6 separate regions of the Mus musculus genome follow, and regions 2, 3, 4, 5 and 6 are each linked to region 1. The links are chromatin contacts, called in public ChIA-PET, Hi-C, Micro-C and promoter capture Hi-C maps. All regions are on one chromosome and are shown on one strand. Each heading gives the region's core, a stretch centred on a gene start, on an enhancer-like site or on the middle of the called end of the contact. The rest is flanking DNA. Distances are from core to core; before and after follow the strand shown. Region 1 holds the start of Gramd4 (GRAM domain containing 4). Region 2 holds the start of AU022754 (expressed sequence AU022754). Region 3 holds the start of D130051D11Rik (a long non-coding RNA gene). Region 4 has its middle 22 kb from the start of D130051D11Rik. Region 5 holds the start of Ppara (peroxisome proliferator activated receptor alpha). Region 6 overlaps Tbc1d22a (TBC1 domain family, member 22a).

What was found. Hi-C and Micro-C count contacts between places; a contact is called where the count stands out from the background. ChIA-PET counts read pairs in DNA pulled down with a chosen protein or histone mark. Capture Hi-C pulls out chosen DNA fragments and counts their contacts.
Region 2: a promoter capture Hi-C map of liver shows a contact between it and region 1. The contact joins the promoter of AU022754 here to the promoter of Gramd4 in region 1. A contact is called at or near these places in 4 of 39 promoter capture datasets (hippocampal neurons, liver and stem cell-derived epiblast-like cells), 4 of 484 Hi-C or Micro-C datasets (the G1E-ER4 cell line, cortical neurons, liver and 1 more) and 1 of 9 other capture datasets (liver).
Region 3: a Hi-C map of erythroblasts shows a contact between it and region 1, with 3 times the contacts expected there. The contact joins the promoter of D130051D11Rik here to the promoter of Gramd4 in region 1. A contact is called at or near these places in 5 of 39 promoter capture datasets (3T3-L1-derived adipocytes, hippocampal neurons, liver and 1 more), 3 of 484 Hi-C or Micro-C datasets (embryonic stem cells, erythroblasts and regulatory T cells) and 5 of 115 datasets of contacts at active chromatin or transcription factors (bone marrow-derived macrophages, embryonic stem cells, large pre-B cells and 2 more).
Region 4: a contact with region 1 is called in a Micro-C map of the G1E-ER4 cell line. The contact joins the enhancer-like site here to the promoter of Gramd4 in region 1. A contact is called at or near these places in 3 of 39 promoter capture datasets (hematopoietic stem and progenitor cells, maxillary cranial neural crest and pre-B cells), 3 of 484 Hi-C or Micro-C datasets (the G1E-ER4 cell line and cortical neurons), 8 of 115 datasets of contacts at active chromatin or transcription factors (bone marrow-derived dendritic cells, bone marrow-derived macrophages, embryonic stem cells and 4 more) and 1 of 9 other capture datasets (embryonic stem cells).
Region 5: a promoter capture Hi-C map of pancreatic islet shows a contact between it and region 1. The contact joins the promoter of Ppara here to the promoter of Gramd4 in region 1. A contact is called at or near these places in 9 of 39 promoter capture datasets (the 3T3-L1 cell line, embryonic stem cells, hippocampal neurons and 3 more), 21 of 484 Hi-C or Micro-C datasets (B cells, CD4 T cells, CD8 T cells and 13 more), 5 of 115 datasets of contacts at active chromatin or transcription factors (acute myeloid leukemia, embryonic stem cells, forebrain and 1 more) and 3 of 9 other capture datasets (embryonic stem cells, embryonic tail and pancreatic islet).
Region 6: an RNA polymerase II ChIA-PET map of memory CD8 T cells shows a contact between it and region 1, with 37 read pairs. The contact joins the enhancer-like site here to the promoter of Gramd4 in region 1. A contact is called at or near these places in 3 of 484 Hi-C or Micro-C datasets (CD4 T cells, CD8 T cells and memory CD8 T cells) and 1 of 115 datasets of contacts at active chromatin or transcription factors (memory CD8 T cells).

The regions. Positions count from the first base shown.
Region 1 is chr15:86,056,756-86,061,757 of GRCm38.p6, reverse strand. It overlaps Gramd4 (GRAM domain containing 4), which reads right to left and starts at 2,996. Exons shown (of 19, transcript NM_001379572.1): 1 at 2,797-2,996. The coding sequence starts at 2,825. Gm41375 (a long non-coding RNA gene) reads left to right here and starts at 3,142. Exons shown (of 3, transcript XR_875536.2): 1 at 3,142-3,366; 2 at 4,917-5,002.
Region 2 is chr15:85,578,437-85,583,438 of GRCm38.p6, reverse strand. AU022754 (expressed sequence AU022754) reads right to left here and starts at 2,297. Exons shown (of 5, transcript NR_040433.1): 1 at 2,022-2,297; 2 at 1-1,189. Wnt7b (wingless-type MMTV integration site family, member 7B) reads left to right here and starts at 1,618. Exons shown (of 4, transcript NM_009528.3): 1 at 1,618-2,059. The coding sequence starts at 1,989.
Region 3 is chr15:85,631,895-85,636,896 of GRCm38.p6, reverse strand. It overlaps D130051D11Rik (a long non-coding RNA gene), which reads right to left and starts at 2,301. Exons shown (of 2, transcript XR_003951642.1): 1 at 862-2,301.
Region 4 is chr15:85,654,582-85,659,583 of GRCm38.p6, reverse strand. No RefSeq gene overlaps it. Among named protein-coding and RNA genes, the nearest start is that of D130051D11Rik, 22 kb to the right of the region's middle. Within about 2 kb of position 1,968, at least 137 of the 459 cell types and tissues checked have an H3K27ac peak or open chromatin away from gene starts, as enhancers often do. A contact at or near this core is called in the G1E-ER4 cell line, bone marrow-derived dendritic cells, bone marrow-derived macrophages and 3 more, where this site is marked.
Region 5 is chr15:85,732,976-85,737,977 of GRCm38.p6, reverse strand. Ppara (peroxisome proliferator activated receptor alpha) reads right to left here and starts at 2,202. Exons shown (of 8, transcript NM_011144.6): 1 at 1,882-2,202; 2 at 1,100-1,184.
Region 6 is chr15:86,342,584-86,347,585 of GRCm38.p6, reverse strand. All of the region lies in intron 8 of Tbc1d22a (TBC1 domain family, member 22a), which reads right to left. Among named protein-coding and RNA genes, the nearest start is that of Tbc1d22a, 130 kb to the right of the region's middle. Within about 2 kb of position 2,570, at least 107 of the 459 cell types and tissues checked have an H3K27ac peak or open chromatin away from gene starts, as enhancers often do. A contact at or near this core is called in CD8 T cells and memory CD8 T cells, where this site is marked.

The sequences.
Region 1 (5,002 bases), core at 1,747-4,246:
CCAGTCAGCTCACAGAGCTCACATTCCAAACCTTCCAGAGACCCTGTTTATGGTCAAACGGCCCTGGGGTGGAGGCCTCCCTGGAAATGGCCACCTGAGGCCGGGGAGAGAGGATCTGCCTCACGGCATTCACCTGTGACTCACTTTGCAAGGCTCCCATCTTATCTCTCTAGATTCAGGATTGCTGTTTCTCCACTCTTGACACACCACAGCAACTGTCCCAACAGCCACCTACCTACACAAGCGGGCTGCCGCCTTGCCCCGCACTGCCAGAGGGCCAGCCGCACCCTCGCAGTCCACCTAGCAGGGAAGAATGCAGAAGCTCAGAAAAGGTGGCCCAACCACACAAGCCAGTCACTGCATCTCCACTGACAGACAATTACCGCCACACACACTAAAGTGCTGCCATTATGATATACCAAGAAAGCCAAACACCAGAGCAGAGGGGCCAGGGCTGCTTAGAAGGAGAACCTACCTACCCAGCTCCCCAAAGAGGACGGCCCCCAAACACAGTCCTTGCCCCATCATGAGCACCCCAACCCTGTAAAGGCTCAGTAGATCCGGCTTCTAGAGAGAAGCCCTACCAGTGCATGAGGAACTGGATAGGGCTCCCATGTGTCCCCAGAGAAGGAAGGGACACCACAAAGCACATTAGCCAACAAGGATCCCACAGCAGAATACTAAGCCTTTGGTTCTCCAGACATGAATTCTGTCCAGATGTGGCATGGCTGGAGTTGCTATTTCTAAACAGCTGTAACTTCCTATGCCGTACAAGCACAGCCAAGTCTCAGAGCCTCCGGTGACACTGTTTCCATTGTGTGGAGCACTCGCTATTGTGAGGCAGAAATGTTGATTCAGGAAACAGGTCCGACTCTCCTCTTTCTAGGTGGTGAAGGTGAAGGTGAAGCCCAGAGAGAATGAGGACAGCGGAGGCCACGGCTGTTGGCACCGACGACTGCGCTGTCTGCTGGCGCCACTCCGGGGGAGCCACGATAATGGAGGGCACCAGGAGGTTTGGAGAGAGAGAGACCACTGGTTTTCCCTTAAGGAATACACCTCTGCAAAAACCTCTCTGCCTGCCTGGGGAGGAGGCACAGGATAAACAGGTGCCCAGGCTGGGTGGAAACAGACCTCAACTCTGAGACTATCTCGGGCAGTTTATAGGACATAAGTTCTAGCATGGACTCAGACAGACATCTCCGGAACCAACAGGGACAGCCATGTTCACCACCATCAGCCAGGATGGCAGAGGAAAGCAGGGAAATGATGGTCCACAAAGAATTCCATCCTGGGTATCCAACCTCCTAGATATCCTAGCCCGTACCCCTGGGAGTTCAGTAATCAGTACCACAGCAAAGGCAGGGGGCTCCAAGTCCACAAGCAGTTTGGGGAGGAGGGAGGAGCAGGCATGTTGACTGAGACTCCCAGCTGGGGTGTCCCAGAGAGCATCTTTATATTGTGGCTTCATCCTAGCACGGGTCAGGGATACTAAATAAAGCACTCTGACTGGACTGGGCTGTGTATCCCCAAATGGGCCTGGGAACAGGTTGGGCAGAATGAGAGAAGATTCTTCCGATCTCTGCAGGGCCACTAAGCCACCTGAGAGGCACAGGGTGGATGGCCTTGCCTGACTCCTCACCTAGAGTGTGTCTGGCTGCCGTGGAACCCACACCATCTTGTTAACTCTTATCTTGTCATTAGTCACCCACTGATAAGGAAACTGAGGCAGGGCTGGTTTTGTGACAGTGCCTTGCCCGATCTCACAGAACAGGTATCCGAGATAAACTAACTTCCAACTGTCCTTTATTTCAAACCCTACAGAGCCTGGACCATGACCCCTCCTTCTGAACCTGGCCCTAAAGCAAGCTCCTACCTGGCTGGGGTTCAGCGAAATTGAGGATTGGGGGGGGGAGTGCGTTAAGACTCAGCACCTTTAATTTTGTCCCTAATCTACACAAGGCAAGGCAGGAAGGGAACCCACTCTGAACAAGGTCCCCCCAAACTGAATCTCTCTTATCTCTGAAAATGGGAAGTTCCAAAGAGTACAAGGTTCTGCCTCTGGCCCTAGAAGCCTGCTTCTTACCCTGGCCACGGGTAGGAAGGCCACAGGGGAACCAACATCCAGACTAGTCAGTCCCTCTCCACCCTTCAGAGGTGCTGGTCCCGCTCTGGACAGATGAAGTCTTAGGTTAGGGACTGCCACACAGCACCCCACCTTAACGGTTGTATAAACACATAGGCCTAAGCTCCAGCCCAGGTGCCAACTGTCCCCAGAATCCCATAGGCTAATTCCAAATGAAAGGAAAAGATATAACAGAGAGCAGGGTGTGGAAAGGGAGCAAGCGTCCACAACTTTTCCCCGGGTCATCTGTTGGGCCACACCGGCCTGGACAGCCCTCCTCCTTTTCAGTCCTCCCCCACCACCAAGAGAGTGGGTCAGTAGGACGACATTTGCTGTGCCCTCATCCTGACCCCCCCGCTAGCGGCCTAGGCATGGTGACCCATCTAATGACTCCCCCACATCATAGTTTGGGCCCTGCGTCCCATCGACGTCTGCCTCTCGCCCACCAGGACCCTGACCCGCACAGCGCCCGTGGTACGCGCGAGGGGCGGCCGTGACGCGCGCCCCGGGAGCGTGTGTGCGGGGGCGCGCCCGCGCTGCTCCCCGAAGGGAGGGTCGCTGCTGTGGGCCACCGAGTGAGAGTGTGGGCACACGGGGTCGCGGCCCGGCAGCTAGGACAGAGCGTGGCCAGCGTCGCCCAGGTCCGTGTGGGAGTCCGCGTGCGCGCCGCTTACCCTGCGGGATGATCGGGGCCAACTCTCATCCACCCGCCGCCGCGGCGCCCCCCTGGCCGGCCACCCGGCCGCGCTGCACCTGCCGCCCTCCCGGGAGCCCAGCGGCGCCGGGGAGCGGGGACTACGCGGCCCCGCGGGTGCCGGCCACGAGCGCGGAGGCGGCGCCGCGTCGCGCGCTCACGTCCTGCTGCGCGGAGTCTGCGCGCCCCCCGACCGGGCCTGCGCAAGCCGCCGCCCCGCTCCGCCCCCTCGCCTCCCCGCCCTCCCTGCCCGGTGTGTGCGCGCGCGCGCGCCCGATCACGCGGCGCCGCCTTTGTTTGGGTGACCCACGTGGGTCCTCGCCGCGCGTGCCCACGCGCACGCGTGGCCGCCTGCCAGTCGCAGCCACGGGCACAACCGAGCACAAGGATACACTCCACTGTCACCTCTCTCCCGGCGAACTGGCTTGACGGTTACTGCCAAATGGAGACCCGCGCTTGGTGTAGAAATACTTGTCCTGGCACCGCCAGGCTGGACTCAGAGCACAGCTCCACACTGGGAAAAGGACATGGAACCTCCACCTGGAGGGCAGTGAGCAACTCCTCCCTTCTCTCCCACTCAGTACCTAACCAGGAATGCCACATACCTTTAAATGTCACCGTAGCGATAGGAAGCCTACTTTAGCTCTAGTACTATCTTAAAGGAAAAGAGATCCTCCAGGAGTCACTTCCCCCGTTTTGACTCGCCTTTCAAAAACCAGGGTTGACAAGGACCCAGAAAGATAACTAATGAACCTGGTAAAAGACCACACCCTCCAGAACCCCAGGCCCTAGCCTGGTTGGAGGACTGACCTGCAGCACCGTATGGGGTCTGACCTAGGAGGTCCACTGTAGGGTACGAGGGTGACTGTAGCAAACTCAGCATCAGCAAGTGGAGACAGCACATTAGACCTGTGACCACATGACCCGCTTGCACTGCGGGGCTTTGACGACCTCACCTCCAACCCTCTCAATCCAGAACTGTCCCCCACCTTATTATGTCTCAAGCACCCCAGGAGATTTGAGGAATGCTGAAGGACTCTGAAGCTTTCTGGGGGGTGGGGTGGGTGGGGGCAGGATTCAGGCCCCCTTTTGTCCTCCAGCATTGCCTACCTTCCAGACAGGCCTTTGTCCCAGGGTCTGGGGCTGGCATCCAGAGAGGCTCCTGTAGGTGAGCTCTCTCTCTCTCTGAATGCAGAGTGAGAAGCAATGCCCATGTGTAGCACAACATGAGGTCTGTCCAATGGCTCTTGGCTGGCAGTGTGAGATGCCAGGCTAAGCTGCCTGCAGGGCTTGGTCTTGGCAAGATGAGAGCTACTTTGGGCAGGAACCTCCTCTGAGTCACCTTTGTGCGGCATCCCAGCCCAATGCCACACCAATCTCGCTGGTTCCTCCTACCCCTGGCTTTCCCTGCTTCCTCTCTGTCCTACAGCAAAACCGGACTCTGGTCGTCGCCCCACCCCCACCGCCCCCTGCAAGCACAAGTGCTACTTTCCTGCCTCCAGGATTGCCTAGACCATATCCTCCCTGGGGCGCGGAGGAGGGGGGAGCCTCTCCACTCTGGCCCTACCCAACCTTCCAAGCTAACTCCAAAGTTTCAGCTCCACAAAGCCTCCCTTGACCAGTCGCCCAGTTAGAAAATGTTTCTAGCTTCCCAGGAAGCCAGAGTTCTCGGGAGTCATTCCCCACCCTTCTCCTGTGAACTCAGCTGGGCAGCTTCTACCAGGAGAGGTTCGATGCATTCATGTAGGGATCCCTCCCTGCTGAAGTTAAAGTGTGTCTCCAGAGTCCCTGCATTGCAAGCTTAATCCCCAGTACACCCATGTGGCACGTGATTACTTTGAAGGGCTCTGCCCTCAGAAAGGCTTTATGATCTGAGCTGGCTTTATAGAGTAGGCTCTCGATGGAAGGTGGGTTGGTTTGAATGAGAAATGGCCCCCATAGGCTCATATTTTGAATGCTTGGTTCCCCAGATGGTGACATTGTTTGGGAAGGATTAGAAGGTGTGGCCTTGCTAGAGGAGGTGTGTTTCTGGTGTGCTTGAGGTTCCACAAACCCATATTCCTGGTTAACTTTCTCCCTGCCTCATGTCTGTGTCTCAAGGTATAAGCTCCCAGCGACCGCTCCAGCACCATGCCTGCCTGTCTGCTACCATGTTGCCTGCCGTGATAGTTAACGGACTAACCCAT
Region 2 (5,002 bases), core at 1,048-3,547, 480 kb after region 1:
AGGCACGCGTGGATGCTGTTGCTATTCCAGCCCCGATGCAGCCACATAAATATTTTGTCTCACTAACAGACCCCAAGACAGGGGTTGTTGGTGGGGACGGTGGAATAGCCCCCAGACTCCAAGGCAAAGTGAGGAATCCCTAACCATTTCAAGTCCAGCTCTTGTGGCAAGCGTTGCTCCCTGTCGCCACGGGATGGCAGCATCCACCTGCCAAGCTACCAGGCTGTTCTGCTTGCTCCCAGCCACCTGGCCCAGCTCAGCTCCCTGCCTACCAAGTTGTGCGACATCCAGAGTTCTTGGTTTCAGGGGACAGTGGTGTGGGACTGCAACTACCGTTTGACATCTGTGCCTTAGTTTCCCTGCTTGTGATGTCCAAATTCTCCTTTCTAAAGAGTCCTCCAACTCAAAACGATCTGCACAGCTGCACCTGCCGGCTTCTGGACCTGGGGTTCAGGAGCGACTCTCTCTCTCCCGGGTCGGGTCGTGGCAAAAGTTCAGAGGATTTGGAGAGATTAAGAGGGGATTAGGGGCAGGGACGGTAGCTTTTGAGCTCGAGGTTCCGGGCTGAGGACAGCGCCCCCTCATACCCCTCCTCATTTCCACACCAGGCAATTGGGTGTTGGCCAGTTTAAAGACGAGCGCCCTCCGAGTTCATCCCCTTGTCATAAGGGCGCCATTTGATGCTGCTGTCCGGGGCTGTAGACGCTTGAAAACCTGGCACACACCCCCCACCCACCCACCATGTGTCTGGTTACTAGCTGGTCCGCTGTGCTAAGACAGACCTAGCTGTGACAGGCAGTGTCCCTGTCACCCATTTATCCAGGATAGGATCAAGCGAGACACACCACAGGATGTGCCAGGCACCTAGGCCAGTCTGACTTCCCACTTTAGCGGTTCAACAAGAATCAGATCTGACACCCGCCCGCATCGGACAGGCCTGCAGAGTGAGACAGAATCCTCAGACTGGGACTCTCCAAGGATGCCTTTCTGAGTCTCTCTGTCATGGTGCCACTTTTAATGCTGGGCAGGCTGGTGTGTCTACCAGTCTCAAGTCCCACGCTCTGCTTGCGCTCTGCAGTGCCGGGCACTGGAACGAGTTTTCCCCGAGTTTGTTGGGCAGGTAACAATGCCTGATCCGGAGTTGTGGCCCTGGAAGCACCCACGTAGGTAACGTCTAGGGGAAAGATGTCTGCACATAGAAAGGAGATGGTGGTGGGTGGTCTCTCTCTCTTTAACTAGAAACTGGAAACCAAGTGACCACCAAGCCCTGAGCGGGTAGTTTCTTAGCCCCCGCCCCTACCCCCACCTTCACTGTCTCTGAGGAGCGCAGGTGTCTCTTTGGAGCCGCACCCTCTCCCCTCCCTCCCCTCTTCCCACGCAGTCCTGGGAGGGCGATCGGAAGGGAGCTGGCCTGGGGAGGGGGGGCGAGGGGTTAGATGCGTTCGTGTGTCACGGGGGAGGGAGGAGAAAAGGGAGGGGAGAGCCAGGGAGCGCGCGCGAGAGAGCGCGCTGCGAGCGAGGAGGGCGGGCGGGAGGCGGATCCTCCTACCTGGGGCGCGCTCGCCTGCTCGCGGCTCGCTTGCCGGGGCCGCGAGTCACCTGGGGAGGCGGACAAGTGCGGACACATTGGCCGCCCCGGCGCACCGCGAGGCGCGCACGGCCCCAGGCGGCTAAGCCCAGTGGAGGCAGCGCCCGCCCGCTGCTCCTGGCCCCGGCCTGCGCTCGCAGAGTCCCACGGTCACTCCGCTGGGCTCCGAGGTCGCGGTTCCCCGCCCGGGTCACTCCCCCGGGCGCACGCGGCGGCTGCGGCGCCCTGGGCTCACCATGGTGGCAACGCGTGCCGGGTGCCCACGCGTCGCCCGCCTCCCGAGCCGAAGCGCCGGCTGAGCGTGGTCCTACCGCAGCTCCCTGGCTCCTGCCCGGCCCCTGCCCACCCGCGCGTCCCCTCCGGCCGCAGCTGTCTATGGCGCAGCCCCCCTCCCTGGATCATGCACAGAAACTTTCGAAAGTGGATCTTTTACGTGTTTCTCTGCTTTGGCGTCCTCTACGTGAAGCTCGGGTGAGTATTTCTCTGGGCGGGGGGCTGCAGACGGGGAGCCGGCAGCCACCAGAGCCTCCTCCAGCGGACCTGGGGATAGGAGTTGGTGGGGGAGGGCGTTTCTTGAAGTGGCCAGGCTGGCTGGTATCTCCGGCCCTCAACCCAGCCTCGTTGAGACTCAACCGAGCCCCCCCGGAGCCAGAGATCCTCCGGAGGGGCGCGGAGCCAATACGCAGCAGGGACAGCGCGGTCCGCGGACGGCCGCAGCGGGGCTCGCGGGTAGCGGCGAGCGTGCCGGGCGCGTACTTTCACCTGTTTGGGCTCCAGGCCCCGGGGGTGGGACGCGCCTTCCCTCCCCCGGGCTGCGCTGGGCGCCGAGCCCGGGCCGAGCGCTAGCCGCCGGGAGGGCGCGCCGGGCCGGGGGGGGGGTGCGTGGGGCATCCCCGGCGGGGGAGATCGGGGCGCGCACTCGCCGCGAGCGCGCAGGCCTTGCACCCGCCGCGGCCCTTCGTCTCTATCCATCACCCGGACATGTTGAAATTACCTTGACAACTCGTCCGGCTGGCTCGGGATGGGCCGTGGGGCTGGCGCAGCAGCCTCGGGCTCCGTCCCGGGCCCGCGCCCCCGCCCGCCCGGGGCCTTGCGCCCGGCCCCCTCTCACCGAGCTCCCCCTGGCGCGGCCGGCCGGGCGGGCTCCAGGCGGGCCGCGCTCGCTGCTCGCCGCCGTAGCTGCTCCGAGTCGTATTTCCACATTCCTGAACCCAGCCGAGTCCTTACCTGTTGAGCCGCGATCTCCTTTAGACGGAATCTGTCTCGGCCTCCCCGGATTGGGGGTGGAGGGGCAGTGTGACCGAACGGAGCGCACCGCACCTCGCGGGCGTTAGTCACTCTTGGCGGGCCGGCCGGGACCAGACCCCCACCCCCACTCGGAGCACCTGCGGACATCTGTGCCCGCCTTGCCCGGCGATCCTACTATGTGTCGCCCGGCGCTCTGAGGCCAGCCTCATCTTGGCCCTAGGAAGGCCAGTGACCAGACCTGTAGGAGGGGCGGGTTCCGGTACCTGGGAGACCGACTTTCCAGGCGAGAGGTAGAAACAGTCGCTGAAGATCAGCACCCTTCCCAGCTCTCTGCACCTCCGCCATCTTACAGGTGAAGAAATTGAGGCCCAGAGAGGGGTAGGGACCAAACCTGGTGGCCTCAGAGGCAGGATTGAAAGTCTCTTCCTTATTCCTGCAGACCTGGGCGGGAGTGTCTGCGGCTGAGAGTGGTTGTGTTTATTGTAGGTTTGTGAGGGTAGGCTATGTCCCTGGGTGTTTGTTTATGAAGGTGAGGGGTGCCGGGGCTTTGAGCTTGCTGGGATGGGGGCAGGGTGGGCAGGCCACTGCTTCCTGGACTCTCAGCAGCCTGTAATGAATCTCCTGGGCCTGTGAAGGGACCCACCGCCCTTTGGGAGGAGGATCCATGCAGATCCCAGCTACCTGGTTCTGGCGCCAAGGCCTTTGAGTTGGGCGCTTGACTGCACCGGCCCTGGCTTCCATTGCTGACCATTCTTCTCAGCAAAGTCCTCTTATCATCAAATGGGAAAAAGTGTCAGCGGAAGGACCTGGGTGCCCGAGGTTGGGGGACTCCCTGGAGTGGTACCTGGGTTTCATGCCTTTACCTCATCTTTCATGGCTGGGAAGGCTTTTGGCTGTGGTGCTCTGAACAACTTGGTGGTCAGTCCTGAGTAGAGAGGGGGGTCTCTGTTAGCCCAGCCTGGGCTCCTAGATGCCTGTGACCACTATCTGGTAGGACTAAGCAAGCTTTCCTCTGCCCAAGAGCCCCAAGGGAGAATTTGTCTTCCTCCATAAGCTGCCCCCCCACCCCTCTTCTTGAGTTAAAAAAAAATCCCAAAAATCAGGGAATCTCTCTCTCTCTCTCTCTCTCTCTCTCTCTCTCTCTCTCTCTCTCTCTCTCTGTGTGTGTGTGTGTGTGTGTGTGTGTGTGTGTTCCCTCAGTTGAGCAGGAAAGGTAGCTGGGCCTTCCCATGGGACCTAAATGGGTCGGTGCTATGAACACCATCTCTTTGGCAGGTGTCTGGAGCAGCCTCTCACCCTCTCACTGTCATCTGAAAAGAACAGGGTCATGGTAGTATGCCCCTTGGGAGTGCTGAGGGATTAGTTCAGATGGCTTTTGCCCTGACCTTAGGTGGTGGGATATGGTGGCACCTACGAGTGAAGCCTTTCTCATTGCCAATGGTTGTGAGGTCCAAGGTGTGGGAGCCATTCTGGGGACTCCTCTGGATAGTTTTGGGGGGAGGGACTATTTTGTGATGGAGGCCCCAGAACTTGCCCCTCCCCCATGTTTCTGTATGTGTGACCGGACCTCCAGAAATCCCACCAGAGCATTTATCCCCCCCCCCCACACACACACCTCTCGTGTTAGCAAGAACCAGAATCCAGCTCTCAAAATCCAAAAACAGGAGTACTTCTGGTTCTCAGCAATTTCCAAGCACAATGACATTGGGGAGTCACAACACTTAACCTAAGGCCGCTATGGATGGAGCTACTGTCCTGGAGGAGAGGCCAAGGTGGAGTGGGGAGCAGCCAAGGTTACTGAGGTGCCAGGATCAGCCCTGTGCTAGGCTTGTTCCTGCTTTTGTGGTTGGGAGAGGCAAAGGGGCAAAGGATAGGGAGGTTCTGACTCCTGGATGCCCAGGAGTCTCCGTGCTAAGTCCAGGAGCTGCGGATCTAGTCTTTAGGAGCACGACTGTACCACACACAGCTCCTCCTTTCCTGCTGTCCTCCCTGCTCTGAGACTTCCCCCAGCTGACATATACCTCTATACAAAGACATACCGATACAGCCGGGCTCAGCAGAAATAGGAGATGGGACCCCAATCTGTTTCTAGACTATATAAAAAAATTAGTAAAAAAGGGAAGGCTCTTTAGAAGAATTTCTCCTTGCCAACAAACAAACGTTCCT
Region 3 (5,002 bases), core at 1,052-3,551, 420 kb after region 1:
GGGAATCCAACACCTCTGGCCTCCTTGGACACCTGCACTCTTATGAGTATAATCACATGCACACACACACACAGACACACACAAAATTTAAAATAATATAAATCTTTAACAAGAAAGGAAGAAATAAAGAAAGGATGGAAGAAAGGAAGGAAGGGACGGAGGAAGAGAGTGAGGGAAAGAAGGAGATGAAGGGCTTGCCTGAGGCCTCAGAGTAGTCTGAACTCCCGGGAAACCTTAGTTCTTTAGAGGTTTGGAGCTGAAAGCCTCTTTTGAATCAGCGAGGCCTCTCTGCATTGTGGCTAGCATGCCCTGAGGAGTAAATACTCACCCTATACTGGCTTAGGTGGAACCCAGAATGATTTTCTGAGCACAAAAGTAGTCTAGACCCTCCTACTAAGTCCTGTTCAGCTCCAAGAGTCCTTATTCCTTGGACCACACCCAAGACACATTTATTCTTTTTTTTTCCCATAAAAAGGGGGGCACTGGTCTCTGAGTTGAGATTCCTCGACTCACTTGAAATTATTGGGCTGAAGTGTGCCTCTGTCCACAATTGGTGGGAAAAAAACAAAACAAAACAAAACAAAAACCAGAGAGGCCATTCTCTTGGAAACCATGTGTTTTCTTTTTATAGAGGTGCCCATCCAGTTCCCAAGCTTTGTCTTCTAATATGGAGAAAGAAAAAAAAAAAAAACCAAAAAACCAAAGCACTGTAAGGCTGCCTCTCTGAGGCACATTTCAGTCTAGAAAATCTGGACTATTGCAAACAAATGAGGTAGAACCTCAAGCCCAGGGCTAGGTACCCACTGCTGCCAACAGCCACCACATAAGACCTGGAAAGACACTATGGAACCAATAAGATACCTTAGGCTATCCCAAGGAGAGCAGTAGGTGCAGAAGAGAGAGGCACTCTCAGTGCACAAGGCTGGTTTCTTCAAAATTATATATGAGAACACTGGGTGGTCTCTTTCATACACATTCTGTCCCTGAGAGTGGCTTGGCAGGCTTGGTCCAACAAACCAGATGCTTGGAAATCACCTACTTTTCCATGTTCTTCAAAGGCATCATAGAGACCATCTTCTGCAACCCACTCCTGACTCCGGTACAAAGAAAGACAGCGCACAAATGATGCACAATCTACAATGTTTCATTTGGGGGTTGATCTTGTAATGGTGCAGAAGCGACAGGCATCAGCAGAAACACTACTTGGGATTTTGAGTTTGATCTCTTCCATGCTGGTGATAATGCGATATAAGCACCCTTTCTCAACGCTGGCCATCACCAGGGGAAACCACATGCTCCAGTGTGCTGAGTTGATAAGCCAGGACATTTAGTAGATTAAGCAACCCCATGATGTTTTAAGCCACAGTGGGTCCTCTGTATGAGCCATTATTAAAGGTTAAAGAACCTTTATTTGATGGTCTCGGTGAACAAGTTGGGGTGGGGACATCAGGCACCTCCAGGATGCTTAAAGTCTTCTGGCTAGGAATAAAGAATGATGAACGGGGCAGTGCTGGCGACGAGAGGTGACCACGGAAAGGAACTATGTGCTCCAGCTGAGCAGAACAGATTAAACCAGAGAATCAGAACCAGGGTGTGGAAGGACTTGTCTCTCTGTGGAGGGACAGTGCTGGCCACAGTGGCTAGGAGCCCTGCGACAGCACATCAGAAGCATGTGCGGGCCTTCCTGAAAAGTGGCTGTCAACAAATAGGCGCTCTCGTCTCTGGGCCTGCAGACCTCCAAAAGGGGCGTTCACACTGCGGGGCTAGCCTGGGCTCTGCATTTCTTGGATAGGGCTGAGCACCCGGCAGGGCCACGTCGCTCCTGGTACAGAGGGAGGCTACAGTCTAAAGTAGGAGGGGCCTCGGGTTCCCGGTGCCAGGACTCCGCCGCCAAGACGGTGCCGTGGCCTGCCCCCTCTAGGGACCTAGAAAGCTCCACGCTCACACCTTGAGGGGGTACAGAGGGAGCAGAAAAGGCAGAAGTGCGCCCACGGCGCCCACAGCCCTTAAAATAACACACAACTCTCACGCTCCACCCCGGAAGCAGACTCGCGGTAGACGTAGGGCGGGGCCTCTCGAGTCTGGGGGCGTGACTTCTAAGTAGCCTGCGCCGGAAATGAAGTCCAGGGTGCGGCATACTTGGAGGCCGCGGTTCGCAGCTGAGAGGCGGGGCCCTGTCTAGAGGCGGAGCCTTGCCCAGCTGGAGGTGGAGCCACTGGGCCACCATCTCCGACTTCCGGGGTCGCGGGCGGTGCGGGCGGAGTGAAGCACAGAGTGGGCGGGCCCTGGGTCGGCCAGCTCTGAATGCAAATTTACGGCCTAGCAGGCTGCGGCTCCGGGGCGAGGCCTGCGTGTGGGGCGGGGCCTAGGTATGTGGGCGGGACCTGGCGCCGGGCACGCCCAACCTTAGTGCGGGCAGGCGGGAGGCGGAGCCTCTGCGCGCGGCCTAAATGAGTTTGCGCAGACTCAGGGCGGGCTCTCAGCCTGTCACTGTGAACCTTAGGGCTGCATTTCACTTGAATCAGATTTTCGTTTTAGTCAGACTTTTCTGTTCTGAAAGCTTTCCTGCCCTTGGAGTTTGTAAATCTTGGCAAGGAGGAAGAAAACGGGTAACCCTCAAGCTCCTCGTGAGATTTTTCCTTTTTTGAGGCTGTGTACGTGATGTAAAGAGTCTTGCAAAATTGCAGTAACACTTGAGAATACCTTAAAAATACCCAGTTCTTGATCTAAGGGTGTACCTCAGTTGGTAGAGTCCTTTCCTAGCAGACAGGAGACCTTGGCTTCCATTCTAGTATCAAACAAACAAACAAACAAAAACTTTATAATTTTCCAACTCAAAAATCATACGTTACTGGAGAAAATTTAGAAAGTTGACAAGAATTTTTAAAAACCTGATCAATATGCCAGGTAGTGGCACACTCCTTTAATCCCAGCACTTGGGAGGTAGAGGCAGGTGAATCTCTGCTCTTGAGACCAGCCTGGACTACAGAGCAAGTTCCAGGACAGTCAGGGCTATATCTCAAAAACACCAACAACAACAACACAAAAAACAACAACAAAAACAAATAAACACTCTGATTATTTAAGATCACTAGTGTTAACATTTTGACGTTTCTATTTTTATAATTCTATGTATATTTGAAACAGAAATAGGGACAATACTATACAGTACTACCTTGCCCTTTGTCTTTTTGTGGCTGGTGTTGCTGTGAGGGTCTGACCATAGCCCTATTTGTGGCCCCACACAGCCCTAGATGGGAAACCCCTTTGTTATTTAACTCTCATAGGCCGTCTTGTTTCCATCTCTTTTGAGTTTTCCTTTCTTTCTTTCTTTCTCTCTTTTGTTTTTGTTATTGTTTTTTGTTTGTTTTTGTTGTTTGTTTTTTCGAGACAGGGTTTCTCTATATAGCCCTGACTGTCCTGGAACTCACTTTGTAGACCAGGCTGGCCTCGAACTCAGAAATCTGCCTGCCTCTGCCTCCGGAGTGCTGGGATTAAAGGCTTGAGCCACCAAGCTCGGCCCTCTTTTGAGTTTTCTACATTTAAAAGGTAACAATGTTTCAACAAGTGATAAATCACTTGTAGCCAAAAAATAGATACCTAGTGTCCAGATTACATAAAGAACTAAAACTCAACAATGAAATCCCTAATTTAATTATAGGCAAAGGACTTAAATGTTTTTAAAGACTAAGTAGCTAAGACCCATACAGCCAACAAGATACTCATTGTGGCCAATCAACAGAGGGGAAAAAAAAAAAACCAAATTCACAAAACACTTCACACTAAGGTTGCAAGTACAGAAAAAAAAAAAAAGCACAAAAATGGAAAAATGGAAAAAGTGTTGGCAAGTATGTGGAGAATCTGGAACCTTTTCACATTGCTGGTAGGAATGCAAAATGACGTAGTTGCTACAGAAACCTTTATGGAAAAGCCAGAGCTACCACAAGGCCCAGCAATTTCTCTTGTCAGTATGTAACCAAGGACTTGAAAGCAGGAATGCTGTCAGTCTGCTGTGCACTCCTGCTCCAAGGAGAGGAAAGGTAGAAATTCTAGAAACAGCTCCCAAAGGGTCATGGATGGGTCAGTGGGTGAAGCTGATAGCATAAACACAAACAAAGGGGCATCAGCAGGCTTAGAAAGGAATCAAGTTCTCCAATCAGCTACAACAGAATTGAACCCTGAAAACAGGGCTAGGTGAAGAAAGCTAGACACAAAGTATCCAATCATGAGGCCCATTCAACAGATCCTCAGGCGAGCCCATAGACAGGAGAATGGCGTTTCTAGGCTCTGAGGCCAGAGGAAGTGTAAAGTTCTTAGTGACCAGATGAGTTTCAGTTTAGGATGAGAAGGTGTGGAAATGGATGCTGATGGCTGCATAGCAAGGAGTGGATGCCTAATGCTGTGGAAACAGTACATTAAAAAAAAAAAAAAAAAGCTTATTAATATTCATGAGGAAGTCTGAGGACGATTTTTAGGAGTGTCTCCTTCCACCTCCTTGAGGGAGGGCAGCTCATTTCTGCTGCGCAGTACAGGCAAGCTGACCCTTGTGCTTGCAGCTGATTCTCCCGTTTCTGACTCCCATCTCGCCGAAGTGCTGAAATTAGATACATGCCTGACGTAAATCAGACTTTTTATGTGGGTTCCAGGGATCAAATTCAAGCTGGCGAACGTGTGGGGCAAGCACCTTTACCTCCTGAGCCCTTTAGCCAGCCTCCTCAATAATACCCTTACAACTATGTTAACACCCCCTAAAGGCATTTTTGGGGTGGGAAGACTTTTTGGAGTGTGTGTATGTGTTTATGTATACATGGAGGACAGAGTCAGACTTCGAGTGATTTCTTCAATTATTCTCTGCCTTATTATTTTTTCCCACCTTATTTTTTGAGACAGAGTCTCTCATTGAACTGGAGCTCAACTTTTGGATCAGACTGGCTGACCAGCAAGCCCAAGGAATCCTCCTCTTTCTGCCTTCATAGTACTAGATTACATGCTAAACCATGGG
Region 4 (5,002 bases), core at 719-3,218, 400 kb after region 1:
TAACTTACATATGTACTTACTGCTAGGGAACGGTCACATACTGAACTTCCCCAAGCCACCACAAACTCTTTGTCGACACCATTTTTAGGGGGACACACTATGCCACTACTTCATTCTGTGATAATTTACTGGGTTGACCTTTCTATTGCGAACTTCATCTTTTTGCTGTTTCCCCCCTCCTCCCCCCTCCCCCGATAATTAGTGCTGGGACCCACGAACCTGACTGTAAAATCTGTGTGCAGTGTGAGCTACTGAGAAATCTCTAAGGGCCGGAGAGGTGGTTCCATGATTTAGAGCGTGAGTCGCTCTTGCAGAAGACCCAGGTTCGATTCCCACCACCCACCTGGTGGCTCACACGAAGCATCCTAACTTCAATTCTGGGGAATCTGGTGCCTTCTCCTGGCCTCCAAGGGCACCAGGGGTGCCGGTGCACACAGCTATGCACATTAAAGAGAATAAATAAATCTTTTTAAAAAGTTTTTTTTAAGAAAAGAAAAAATAGGGAAAGAAAGAGAAACATAAAGACATCTCTAGTTCTCAGCAAGGAACTCAAAATTTAACAATTTTGAAATTTCTTTTTAATTTAGCTGACTCCATGTATACATTGTATATACATTTGTTAGCTCCCTTTCTAGAGGCCTGGTTCTGTGGAACTTTTTTTTTTTTCTAATTTGTAGGGCCAGCTGAGGTACATGCCTAACTATGATATGGCATCTGGGGACTGGATCCCTACATTAACCTTTCTGGTGTTTCCCTGCTTGCAAGCCCCTTGTCCCCATTGGCAATCCACTTGGTAGATTTAAGTCAAGGCCATAAAATGGACACCTTAGAGGCAACTATCTCAACAGAGCCGACGGCCACTTCACAGCTAACAAGAGGCCTGCTTTATTTGGCCCAACTGTTTTACTCTGCCCAGGATCCAAACACCAATACTGCTGTTTATCATATCGCCATACTGCAGGTCCCTGTGCTGACCGCCATGTTCCCTACCTGCCTCTACCCCTACCCCAAGGAAAGCCTCAGTTTCCCTTCTCCACCTTAATAGCAAGGTTCTGGGCCGCTCTACTCCCATGCACCCAGAGTTTTTGTACATCCTTAGCTTTGCAGTGTGGCTGTCTGCTGCTGGAATGATTAAGGTCCGGCTGCCAGATCTGGGCTCACAAAACCTCAGGGAAGAAATCTGGTATCAGGGAGCCGGAGGCCTTCTCCTTGAATACCTAAGGGCCAGAGCTGGCCACTTGGAGGAGACAGATCGGGTTCGCCTGGGAGGAAGAAGTGCCTCTGGAACCAAATGGCAAAGAAACGGGGACAACGGAGCAGACAGGCATCGTGCAAACAGATACTGCAAGAGTCAAGAGGGAGGAAGCCCAGGAAAACGTGAGGAGAGCTTGTCTCTTTGTAGAAACCACAAACCACCTTTCCTTGCATTCATTTCTGTAACCTCTAAATTGTTTACAATGTATCCATGATGCGTTCAGAATCACAGGACTATGTTATATCACAAAGATATAATTCACATGGAGAATGAAGTGTGTGAATGGCTACTGTTTATGAATTTAATGCAAATACTGATTATCACCCATTGCCTCTTTTTAAGAAAAAGTTAGTTTATAGCTATTCCCTTATCTCCAGCCCTTGACCCTGTAGGGAAAGCTTCTGTTTCTCAAATAGAAACTGAAACCAAGAGATCCGCCAACACTGGCTGCTGGTGTCACTGGCCTGCAGTAGCCCCAACAGCTACAAGCGAGCAGGCTCCTGTTTATACCAGGAGTGAAGCACCTTCAAATTTCAAGGAGCCTTTCTATACCCCTCTAACAGCTTCCAGACCATTTTCCTTGGAGAGTCGGAGAGTCGTTGTATTTCCTATAGAGTTTGGTTTGTCTGTCTGCTGTTTTCACAGTGTCAGTAGTAGCGCCTGGAGCCAGGGCAGAGCTACAGGGAACAAAGACCGTCTAGGTTCGCCTTAAAGTAATGGTACTTACACGGGTCCCTTTATCACTCAAAGGGCATGATGCAGCTTGTGGGTCTGACTAGTGACTCTGTGGAGTGTGACAGTGTCTCAGCTGGGTTGGTAGTCTCCCTTCTGATAACATGACAGCCTTAGAAGGAAGATCTGTGCACAGACCAGGGCTCAGTGTATGTCTAAGGACACTCCAATCCCAGGACCCTGACCCCTGTGAGAGTGTATCTTGTTTCTCACTTGTTTACAGTGGGCTGTTTCTAGATTCCAGCTGCAGGGATGGGTCTCCAGATCCAATGAGGGTGGCTTAAATATCTTCCTTTAAAAGTGGGATAAAAGGAGTGCCCCTGTGCTGTTTTCTACTCTAAAAGGCAATTCCTAAATTTGGATTGGAAAAAAAAAGTACTTGAGCTTGAAACTCCAATGGTTTTCAGAACGTGAGTGAGATCCGCCACTCTTCGTGCTAACAGCATCTTAAATGGCCTAAAATAAATCAGAACAAAATGCTGTGTGTAGAGCATATGTCTCCCACCACTCCTGGCTTTCTGAAGGCAGTTTGAGCTGCCGCACACAGACATGTGTTGACCCATGAGCTGATGGCCCGGACTCCTGCCAGGCCCAGGACCTGTGAGGCACCAACCTCTCACAGACCATACAGACCCAGCCTTGCTAGACATCTCGGTGCTCAATGGGGATTAGACTATAAAACAAATAACTTAAAAAAAAAAACAATCAACAGGTGAGTTGCATGAGTACACATTTTTATTTCCTCCAACTCAATGAGAGAAAGGAGAACAAAGTCTGGGACTTGGAATTTTTAAGCCATGAATGGATGGGCACACTTTCAAAAGATTTATTTTACTTCCTCTCCTTAACACTGGGCATAGAAAAAAAAAATCCCTGCTTTCTAAAACAAAAACACATGCCATTTTAATTTAGCAAACAAAAGCCAGGATGAAAGAAAAAAATCTCTACTGAGACAATTTTTAAATTAAAAAGGCAGGAAGGGGTTGCTTTTTTACCTTTCGGGGAGGATTACCTTATGCAACCATCAATAATTTAACAATCAAATAATCAAATCACAGCAAAATGCCAATTCCATCTGAGGCTTTGAGACCAAGGCCTGGGAGAGATTTTACTTGTAACTGCCAACTAGCTGAAGCTGGGGTTAACTGCGAGAGCGCTTTAGGGAGTCTCCAGACAGGGCGGGGTCATAATTAATTTATTTTATCTTATCCATCTATCTACACACAGGATTAAAATATTCACCTCAGTCCGCTCCCTTTGAAACATACACCCACTCCAGGGTGACTTCTACAGCCTTCACAGCTCTGACTGCCTTCCTCCCCCATCCTTGGAGGACACCTTCTTTCCAATTCGGGTGGGATCTTACAAGTTGGGAGCCTGGCACGCTAGGTTCTCTAACATGAAAATCCGGGCAGTGAGGTCACAGTGACAGAGACCCGGCCAATAGTTTTCCCCCAGAGAGGCCAACGAAACCTTACAGGTCTGAACCCAGCTTCTAGAAGGAGTGTGACTTGGCCAAGGTAACTTGATGGCAACCCAAGCTTGGCAAGAGTGCACTACCAAAGGCTGCCAGGTAGGCATTGGGTAGTAGAGGGTTAACTTGGGGAGCTGGGTGGGGTGCAGACAAAGGCACACAGGCAGGGGATCAGGAGCTATAAGGGCCCAGCCTGACAGGCACAGACACAGGGGGCTCTGTCTGCCTGTCTGCTGCCCTGGCACAGTGACTAACCGCCCCACCATTGTGAGCCTGAAGCCAGCCCTTTGTGTGGTCCCCTGGCGTCTGGGAGCACAGTGGAAGAGCCCTTTCCAGCAGTTCGTCTTTGCCCTGGAAACCTGCAGCCCGAGTCCCCTTTTATCCGTTTTCAGGGTTGCTGGGGGCCTGACAATCCAATAGAGGAGTCCCCTGCCCTAGCCAGGAAGGGACACCCAGCGGGGGGGGGGGGGGGAAGGAGGGGCAAAAGAAAGCTTCCAGCTTTGAGAAACCAGCTCAACTTGCTTTGCCCCACTATAGCAAGCTGCCCACCTTCTGGGCCCCCCCCCCCCCCGACCCCTTGAGAAAGATCAAAGTCTGGACGCTTGCATAAAATATGTTTAGAGTATTGAGGACTTGGTAGGGGGAAAAGATGTCTCTCATTAGTAATTCCGTGTGGCATGTTGAGATTACTATTTGGGATCTATGTTAGAGCAAATGGATTCTATTAGCTAAGTGGCTTCTCTTGCTTCTGCCGTTCCTTTTTAAAACCATGGCTGTGAGGAACCGTACAGTTACTGTTAGGCCTGTGACTGGGGCTCACACTGTTTCTACTGGATAGGGCTGGGCCAGGAGAGGGCCCCGGGATCCAGGAAGAAGACTTGACAACTGTTTTCTCTTAGGGAGACAGACTAGGACTCCCCCCCACCCCCCTGCCCAGAATGACTCCTCTCTTAGGATTCAGGGGAACCAGGCACTCATGGCCACACTGCCTCTTGCCTCAATGTGGCATTTTCCTGTATTGAGGATTGCAACTTATACCTTCAAATATTGGGGAACATGGGTGCACAGGAGCATGTACATATGCACACACACACACACAAACACACACACACACGGCCACCAGGCTCCTCTCCATGACCTGTCCTGCCAACCACCGGAGAAGCCAGATTCATAGAGGCTCCAGATGGTCCCCCAAAGTACCCCCTAGAACTAGACATCAGACCATCAGACCCAGGAAAGACAAGACTTGCTCTCTTATCCAATCTCTGTTGCCCTCCTGGGGCCCTTCCTGCATAACTATTAAAAAATTTTTTTTCTGTTTTATGGACGCACCGGAGATGGACATAACACAGGCTGGCCTCAATATTACACGTTCATTATTTCATATCCATTTTTTTTCTTTTAATTTTAGAAGGAGTTGAAATGAAAAAAAAAAAAAAAAAACGAGGGACCCAAGCCACCCTGGGAGCTCCTGACACTTGCAGCTGTAATCCCTATAGCTTGCCAGTCAGGTATCACTTTCCTCTGACCACCGTTCCCTA
Region 5 (5,002 bases), core at 953-3,452, 320 kb after region 1:
CTGGGATTAAAGGCGTGTGCCTCCACCATCTGGCTTCAAGTTTCTTATAATTCTAGCATGGAACTCAGTCTCATGAGCAAGTCCATGGCTGTCTTGTTTATGGGTGGCTCAGTAGCCCCCACCCCAGGAAGCTATGCAATAAGCATGAGTTATATACTAACGTATGTCTATATATGCATTGGCTAAATACTATATCTAAACCTAGTGAGTTATTAGACAGGCAGTTGAAGCAAAAATACATTGTTTTTTACATTCACATGGAAATATTTTTCTCAACTTAATAGTTAATAAAACAAAATAGAAACATGCTTTCTCTTCTCTCATTCTCTTCCCACCCTTTACACACATACACATAGCATACACACCTAGACACATACACACATACAAACACACATTGATACATGCACACACATATACACACATAAACTCTGTTTATAGGCTTGACAAACATAAGTTAAAAAGAACTACTTCAGCTTTCAGTACTTGGGAGCCTGAGGTGGGAATATAAAGAATTCAAGGCTAGCTAGCCTCTGCTACATAGCAAGTTCCAGGCTAGCATGGGTTACATCGCAGGCTCCTACCCTCCTGACAAACTATGAGTCTGGAGTGTTTCCATGCATGTTTAAGAGGTTGGAAAGGAGACACTTTGCTTTCCACTCTCAGTTCATGTCCCACTGGCTCTGGATTTTCATATGGTCACCAAGTCATACCCTTCTAGCTGCTTCTTGGGGGCCATCCCTGCCTGGCTAATGATGAAACTAACCGACTACTTCATTGAATTGATATGAAGACAGCCAAGAGACGGTCTTATGAGCCAGTTTATAAGCCAGTCAAGTAACACCATTTCTAACGCAATACCACCTTTTTAAACTACGCCGACGCAGCCTGCCATAAAGAAATGCGGTTCCCATGAAGCAAACGCACTTTCCCAGAACTGAAACATGGACTACCCATTTACCTGGCTTCCTGAGCCCTGAAAAGACATTTACTATTCCACCACAAAATAACCACTATCCAAGCCCTGTTGCTAGTCTGAAGTGCAACCAAAGACAGCGTTTACAATATTCCAGTCTGGAAGCCGTCCATTAATCCTCTTTACCTGTGATGACAACGTCTTGTTCCCGAACTTGACCAGCCACAAACGTCAGTTCACAGGGAAGGCAGGGCCTTGAACTTCAACTTGGCTGTAGAACGTTAAAGAAGGAACCGGTTACAATATGTTCTCTGGATCTCCCCCAACTCTCCACCACCTTGGGAAAGTCACTGTGACCCTGTTGCCTGCAACCACTACAGTGTCCCAGGGTCGCCCAAGAAAGTTCCGTGCTCCTCCCCCAAGGAGCCTTTCTGCTTTCCTTAGAGGAAGGGAGTAGGTTGGGGTTGGGGGCCCGTGAGCACCCCAGTGGCAGAGTGCCCCCAAAGACATTATATACCACCGTAGATTTTCTTTAGTATCTGAACATTCTCTCCTTTAAATTAAAAAAAAAAAAGTTTGGGAAAAGGAGAGGTGCAGTTATTTCAGGCTAGTTGGAGTGGATATTGGGGCAGAGTCACCCTCCGGACTAGCACACGGGCACTCCCGGCTCCCTTTACCCATATCAGGCCAGCCGCGCAGCCACTGCACAGAGGAGACTAAAGCTGGCCCCACACAGGACCCGCTGTGGCACTGGCCTCTGGAGGGCAGAGACATAGGGTAACTTTGGCATCGTCTCTACCCTACTGTTGGGGCCAACATCGCCCCACTACGATCAGGAGCAATGAGGAAACTAGTGTTCAAAGAGGGTCCGCTGCTGTTGACTCAAACCCACCGGCAGCGTTTCTCAGGTCCCCAGCAAAGCCTAGGCTGTGACCCCAGAATCAGTCTGTCAGGGAGCCTCCAGTTACCTCTCCTCTAAGTTCCCCGAGGGTCTCAGGAAACGCCTCCCGGTGAGATACGCCCAAATGCACCACGCCGTGAGAAGGGAGCGCCCCGATGTCCCCGCCCGTGTGCCCTCCCCTCCAGGGGACAACCAGAGGACCCAGCGTCGCTCCAGTTCCAGGACTCCACGAACCCTCCAGCCCCCAAAACAGCTGCGAACACCAATGTTCGGAGCCGGCGCACGGCGCTCCAGGGGACTCGAAGTGGCGGACAGTTCCGCGGGCCCTGAAAACTCGCACGCGTGTGCCCTTCCTAGCGTGTGCCCTCTCCAGTGGCTGTGGGTCTCCAGACCCGCGCCCCTAGTCCGCGCGCATGCGCCACCGAGCCCCTCCCCTCCCTGTCCACCCACCTCACTGTCCCGGGACAGGGGACGCCTGGCTCCCCGCCCTCGCGCGTGCCCTCCAGCCCCTGGGCACCTGAGGCTGCACTCCGCCTGCGGGTCCGCAGGGCCAAGCGCGCCCAGGAGGAGGCGCCAGGAGGGGCGTAAGCGGCTGCCTCCGCCCCCGTCACCCCTGTCGTGGGACCGTAGCGTCCGGGGCCCCGGCCCGGCACCGCCTACGCGCGCCCGTGCCAGCCGCGCCCCCACGACACGCGCCGCCCCTCGGACGTCCCCTGCGGGGTCCCGCGGCGAGGTGACCGCCCCGGAAACTCCGCCCCCTAGGCCCGGGCCCCGGCTCAGGGCGAGACACACCCCCTGGACGGCAGTGTCTGATTGGCTGCTGCGGGGGAGGGCGGGGCCTAAGAGGCCCGGGGCAGCTCTCCTCGATGCCCATTTAGTGCCTCGGGGCCCGGGCATCCGTTGGTAAACTGAGGCGGGTTAGGTGAAGGGACTGCCCAAGGTCACCCGACGGGGGAGAACAGTCGGTGGGAAGGGTGCGCCTTGGCGCGCACTCCCTCCTGCTCCCAGCCCCGCGCACCGGCCAGGACTGAAGTTCAAGGCTGCGGGTCTGGGTTGAGCTTTCCTCCGGGTGCCCTCGTTGAGCTGGTCTAGATCGCACAGCTTGTTCCCCGAGTCCCGGGAGTTCGTGGGGAGGTGGACGGACAGGCGGAATCTGATCTTTAGAGTCCCAGGATGAGAAATGGGGAGAAAGGAAGAGCGAGCTGGGGCACGCGGCAACAGGTGGCCAAGGTGCCAGGGTGGGTGTGGCGGGCGGGGAAGGCAGAGGCTGAAGGGCATCGAGGACGGTCGCAGGGAGGCGCGGCCGCTCTGACCCACCCTCCGCCTCTGCCCCGCCCCGGGCTGTGGCCCCTCTGCATACGCTTCAGGGGTTGAGGGGCTGACTGTGTCCAGCTCAGGCACTGGGGCTCTGCCAACTGACAGCGCAGGCGGGAGGCTGCAACTGGGAGCAGGCTGCGACCCAGAGCAGCCGCTTTGCTTGTGTCGTCCTTGGATCTTCAGTCACGGAATGCACATGCCCCCCGAGGTGCCAACGCCCCAGGACGCCGCTCCTTTGGGAACGAAATGTGTGCTATGCCAGCCCTCCTGTCTGTCCTCACGCTGGGCCTGCCACTATGCTATTTGTGGCGATGAGCGCCCAGGAGAGCCTACTAGGGAAAGGAAACTTTCAGCGCACATCTCCTTACCCTGGGAACTGGAGACCAGACCCTACAGGCACATTCAGGGACGTCTTTTAAACCCACCTTTGCTGATCAGCCTCATACCTGTGGTGAACTCTGCCCCACCTGCCAGACACCCACAGAACATTCCCTACTTGCCTACTGGCAAGCTCGCCTTTTCTTGCACGCAGTGGCCAGGAAATAGCTACTATTTGTATTATGCTTCGAAGCTTGCAAAACTGAGACCCTGGAGATGGTTGAATGGGTAAAGGTGCTTGCTACCAAGCCTGATGACCTGGATTCCAACCTGGGGACTCACACGGTGGAAGGAAAGAACCAACTCACATGCACACAAGCACACACACACACACACACACACACACCAGCTACTCTGCCACATACAATTTTAAAAAATGGAAAAATTAAAAGACCTTGCACAGTGACCTGTCTGTATGATTTCCTGAATGGCCCAGGGGATATTCAAAGACAACATTAGTCCATTTTCCTACCCTGGCCTGTATATAACAGTGAGCAAGAATGGCTGGAGGCTGCTTACGTAGATGCATCTCCAAAGGACATCCTCCCTAGTGTACCAGGTGGTTGGGGTGGCCACTGAAGAGAGGGTGCTTGGTTGTAGGTCCTGAGTTCCAAAGATCAGAGTCCACATGCAGGAATGCTGCCTTCTTTTGCAGAGTGTTCTGCTGTTAACCCAGTTCTACCAGACATTTGGAATAATCTGGAAAGAATGGTTCGGAATGAGAGGGGCCAGCAGAGTAACTGCTGAGCCCAGAGAACACAGAAAAAAAAAATGACAGTTGGAATTCTTGGAGCGCCCAAGGTTTCAAGATGAGAAAATATGGGGGTTTTGTTTGGTTTTGTTTGTTTTGACTCTCTGTCCAGAAGAATCACTTTGGAACATAGACTTCCTTCCACCCAGACTCTCTTAGAGATCCTGAACATCTCCTCCTCAAATGGCTCTCTGTCACCCATAAAGGACAGTGAATTTTGTTTGACAGACTGTATTGAGAGGAAAGGACTTGTCCTATAACCCCCCCCTCCAAGAAGCTATCTCAGAGGGTACATGCCTGACTCTGGGACACCTCTGCATCTTTTCTCTTTGCTTCCTAAGGTGTTGAGGGGTTCTAGATACACATACAACAGAGACACCATCTGTGCAGGGCTAAGTAGACACCGTTAATGTTCTTGTGTCCCCTCGTTGGCACATTAGTAACCACTGAAGAGTCTTGGGCCATGTGCTTTAGTTCACGCTGGATGTCACCTGCAAATGTGTTGGTCTATCCTGGGGTATAAGTGGCCCACGGGCTGCAGGTTAGCCACACTCATCCCTTCCCCCACATTTCCTGACCAGTTTGCAGGCTGATGAGAGAAAGCCAATCTATAAAGCCCTTGCTGCATGCATCCAGCCAGAGGTGGAAGGAAGGTGTAACGTGGGGGGAGTTTCCTGCAGTGAGTATGCACATAGTGGCTTAGAGCTCAATGCAGAAAGCATGGAAACCCTACTACCTGCTC
Region 6 (5,002 bases), core at 1,321-3,820, 290 kb before region 1:
ATCACTAGACGGTCCATCCTTTCGTCACAGCTCCAAATTTTGTCTCTGTAACTCCTTCCATGGGCGTTTTGTTCCCATTTCTAAGAAAGGGTAAAGTGTCCACACTTTGGTCTTCATTCTTCTTGAATTTCATGCATTTGGCAAGTAATTGGCAGGATCAACATCTGCCACCTTCTAACCACTGAGTCTTTGTTCTGTTTGCATACACTCAACCACCTAGGGAAAAAGCGCCAATGAGAGAGCACAGTGGCAGCCTCAGGACAAGGTCTAGGAAGCTTCAGGGCCTGGTGTGAGTCCTGGGCACTCCCTCCACATTTCCCCTGCCTCTCTGATACACTGCAGCCTCTGGCTGGGGGACAGAGTGGAGGAGCTCCTATAAGAGCTAACTGTATGGATTTAGGAAGTAGGACTTAGTGAGTAGAAACTGTCAGTAAAGCATTCAGCGCATGGGCTGTCACTCAAGCAAAGGACTGAACTGATGTCATGACATCACCCCAACTTAAGGACTCCCGGCTGGGGAGGCCTCCAGGGATGGCATCAGGATTTGAAATGGCCAAGGTACCTGAGCACTTGAATTTTACCTTCTAATATGAGGCAGTGAGTGGAGCTGGGATCTCTTTCATATCAATTCACATAACAGAGGGTGGCGCCTGGAAAGGAGGAAAATGACTCCAGTTTATATGTCTCCCCTCCTACCAAAGGATCCTTCGACACTGGTACAGATGTCTAGTATGCCAGGCTGTAGAGTAAAGAGCCAGCACCTGGCAGAGAGCAAGCTCCTGGTGGTAGGAAGGAGGGAGAGGCTGTTGTCATGACGACACTAATCACCTATGCTGCACAAACCCTGCAATAAACCTCTTCACATAATTAGGAGCTTAACTGGTAATCAAAAATATTCTGTTCTTTATAAGCAAGCTGGAATTGCTCTATGGATCTAATCTTCACATTTCCCAACTTGGGAGTTTTAAATTTGAAACCCTGACACTTTGGTGATAGAGATTGTACCACTTAATTACGCAGATTTGGGCTCTGTTGTGGAGAAAGGGTCCTGCTTTGGTGAGGGTAGCACCACAACGCCAGACTATAAATTCACAAAACTCTGGTTCAGCAAAAACAACTAACACTGTGATCAAATTGGTTTTGCAGTGGGAATGTTTAATTCTAATATAAATAACGTTCAATTCAAGGTTATAGAAGACACCACAGTCACCGTTCCCTCTCTACTCCACTGCTGAAAACTTCAGCCACCACCTGTGGGGCCACAGCACAAACCTACGATTGGAGGGAGGGGTGTGAACAGACAAGAACCACAAGATAAGGGTGAGATGGGTTAGCCTGAGCATATTTACGACCCAGGAGCTGTTCAGTGGCCTGGGAGACAGTCCCAGCTGAAGAGCACCGGCGGCTGCTTCTCACAGCAACAGTTAGCTCCCTATCCCCCGCCCTCCATAGCCCTGACCAACCTCACAGAACCCGCAGTCAGGAAAGCAAGACTCCGGAAGAAGGTGGGCCTGTGCTGCAGGATGCTGTGCTGCAGGATGCTGGTGGGGAGACAAGCACAGAAAGAAAGGCACTCCCTGGGCCTGCGATGTCACTTTCTGTTCTTTCACAACATAGCAATCTTACCGCGCCTGGGCTCTTGGCTTCACAACACCACTGTGAGTAGGCATTCTTGTTCATAGAAAAATTACTCGCTGAAGCAGTAACTGGTTCTATCTCAAGCTTGAAGCACTAACAAGAAACTGGGGTGGGAAGGGAGAGGGTGAGACAAGAGCATCTTTTTAATGTCTGAAAAAGGAAACTGCTCCTTCACTGCCCTCTGGACTCAGTGGTTTTTGGCTGCTCATTTGTAGGGATATTTGCCAATTAAAAAAAAAGGGGGGGGGGGGTGGGGAAGCAAATGAGACAGAGATGGAAGTGGAGGGGTGTCTGTCCAGTGTAGATGGCTGCCCATACTAAGTTCACAGTGGTATGAAGGAAGGTGACGTTGAGACGGGTGAGACTCATAGAGCCTGGACACAGCTCTGGGCTGACCCATATAAATCCCTATCATCACAGAGACTGAAAGTTGAGAGCCAACCCAACTGAAGGTTGCCATAGGACAGGACAGAGAAAGATGCAGAGACTCTGAGGTAGACAAGGGCTATTGGGTAATGCCTACAGCAGCACAAATGAGTATGGTCCACTATAGTCAGCAATTGCACAGGGGACAAGTCAATCCCACAGTCACAGTCCCCACCGCAAAGGACAGAATGTAGCTTGCAGAGGCCCCACACAGCACATGCCACAAGCTCAATCTCCCATCTATGCTTCCTGGTACTGACCCTGAACCCGGAAGGGTACCCCAAAGCCTGTGTCTCTCAGGCCTACAACGGTGCTAGCACAGAGCAGATGTTCATTAATGCAGGACGAGGGAGTAAACAGACTTCCTTCAAAGAGTCTGTGGTCTAGGAGGAATGACTAATTACAACCATAATGAGAAAAACTACTCCTTGAGGAATGAGAAGTAGGCGCCAGCCCAGTTTCTCAGCTACAGAAAACATTCAGGCTATTACTGAGCTGACGGCTGTGCATCGGAACTCTCATTTGAGTATGCCAATGACAGTGCAAGCAACACTACAGTAAAAGGGAAGTCACTCAAATCGAAGGAAGCAAGTATGCCCCCTTAACTCGCCCTTGCCACCCCCTCAAGAAGACTCGGTTCTCTCAGAAGGTGGAGAACAAGTTGGCTATTTTGAAAGCCTCAAAAAAACTACAGCTGTGAAAAAAAAAAAAAAAGCTGAGTTTGCCTTTGAAAATTATAGGCGCAGTTTCTCAGGAAAGCAGGGTGCTCATATGTCCCTGGGGGATCCTAACTGTCTCAACCCCAACCCTGCTCTCCCTGACACGGGACAGCAGGGAATCCAGGGTCCTTATGGGTCATTAAGCCACAAGATGAGCACCTGAGACAGGCTCAGCCCTCCAGCACCTCAAGGATGTCTGCCTGAGTGTGGTATTAACAGATTTGGGTCCCTTTCTTATTCCTTAATGAGGAAAGGCATCTTGGACTTTCAGCTAAGACCTTCTTTCTGACTCTGTATTCCAATTAGGAGACTACACAGACAGACACCCACTTCTCAGCAGTGGGGACCTATGGAAATGAACTTGCTAAGGATACAAACATCATAAATCAATCTACTAAAGTGATTCATCTCTATCTAATTAGTCAAAAGTAACCGAGGGTCTTCATATCAACCAACAAAGCAGCCCTGATTCAAATTGTGCATAAAAGCAGCAGAGAGAATAAAGGACCAAAATAAGACCAGCAACCCAGCCTGCTCACCCTGAATCCTTGGTCAGTCAGCCCCACAAAGATGGTTTCATTCACCCCACACCAGGGGGTCTTTCACTGGGACAAAATTCACCTCCGTGGGTTGTTTAGGGCCCACTCTTGTCACAAACATGAATGCAGTGCAGGCTCTGGGAAAGCTGTGTGGCTTAAGCACGTGCCCTGGGGGGCAGGTCAGGAAGGCAGCAGAAAAGCAGGGCTACTGTATCCTGTAAAAACTCTTAAGTGCTTGTAAGAGGGAAAGTCCAACAAATTTATGACAGGCCAACGGCTCATAACAATAATCTACAAAGAGTTATTTCTCAGTAAGAAACACATGGCAGTAGGCCACCTGAGAATAAAGAAAACACCCTCAAACAGCTTTGTAGGAAAGAAGCCAGCTAAAGCCATGAAGTAAAACTAACTGATCCCCAACACATACGACTCACCCACACTGGGAGGTTCATTTCAGTTAAAAATGGTGCCTGCCCAATCCAAGGAATAAGAAGCAGACTTTTAGAACCTACAGGGCCAGCTCCAAACATAGTACTCAGCCCTAAGAGGATCAGGAAGACTTTGTGGGGAGGGGTTAACAAAATGCACCGAGACCCCTGGGAGACTCTCAGAGCACAGTGTGGCAGGAAGAGTCAAAGGTCCATCCGCCATGGTTAGGAAATCAAGGCAGCAGAAGCCTGAGGCAGCCGGCCACAGGGCATCCACAGTCAGAAGACAGCAGGGAATGCATGCTGGTTCTCAGCTCCCTTTCAGCAGTCTTCCCTGTCCAGAGAACAGGGTCAGCCTCAATGGGCAGGTCTTCCTCAACTAACATAATCCAGATAAAGCTGGCTCTCATGGCACTCCCAGGTGATTCTAGAGTCTGTGAATTGACAATTAACACTGCCCATCACAAATACTAACACACAAGAGTTCTGCAGGGCAGGTTCAAGTTCTCCGCGGAGTAAAACAACTGGGCACTTTTTTTCAAAATCAGCGTAGAAGAAATCTGAGTCACTCAAAGTGCTACCTGCAAGAGGAAGTCAGCCACACCCTGTCACTGAAAATATGGGCACTGCAGAAGCTGCTGCACAGTCTTCCGGGAAGCTGATCCCAGTGGCTCAGCCACATCCCTTCTTGTGGGGGCAGACGTCAAATCACATGACTTATGGTTTATTTTATTTTCTGTGTGTAGAGTGCCTGTGTGCCTATATGCTCTGAAAGAGTGCTTGGTGCCCTCAGAGGCCAGAGAGGGTATTAGATCCCCTGCACTGGAGCTACACACAGTTACAAGCTGCCATGTGGGTATTGGCAACCAAACCCAAGTTCTCTACAGTAACAACAAATGCTTTAAACTACTGAACCATCTCTCTGCCTCACATCCTCCTACCATAAGGAATGTGGCACACGGATGCCAGAAGGATTACCTAAAGCAATCAAGGCAGCCGCCTCAACTTCAGGGAGAAGGTGGAAGAGCAGGCCATGCTGGGGCCCCTGACACAGGCTGGCTAGAGGCAGGCTCAGAGTTACAGGCTGCCAGCAGGGACTGACACTGGCTATCTTGAAGACTGCTCCTCAACCTGACCCTTTCCCTTTGTCCCTTTACATTGGTAGGTGAAATATCAGCATTAGTAAGGCGGGATCTACATGTTTGTATTTCCCACTGCCAGAGGCTCTCCCTGGCCAGTTCCTATAGACATC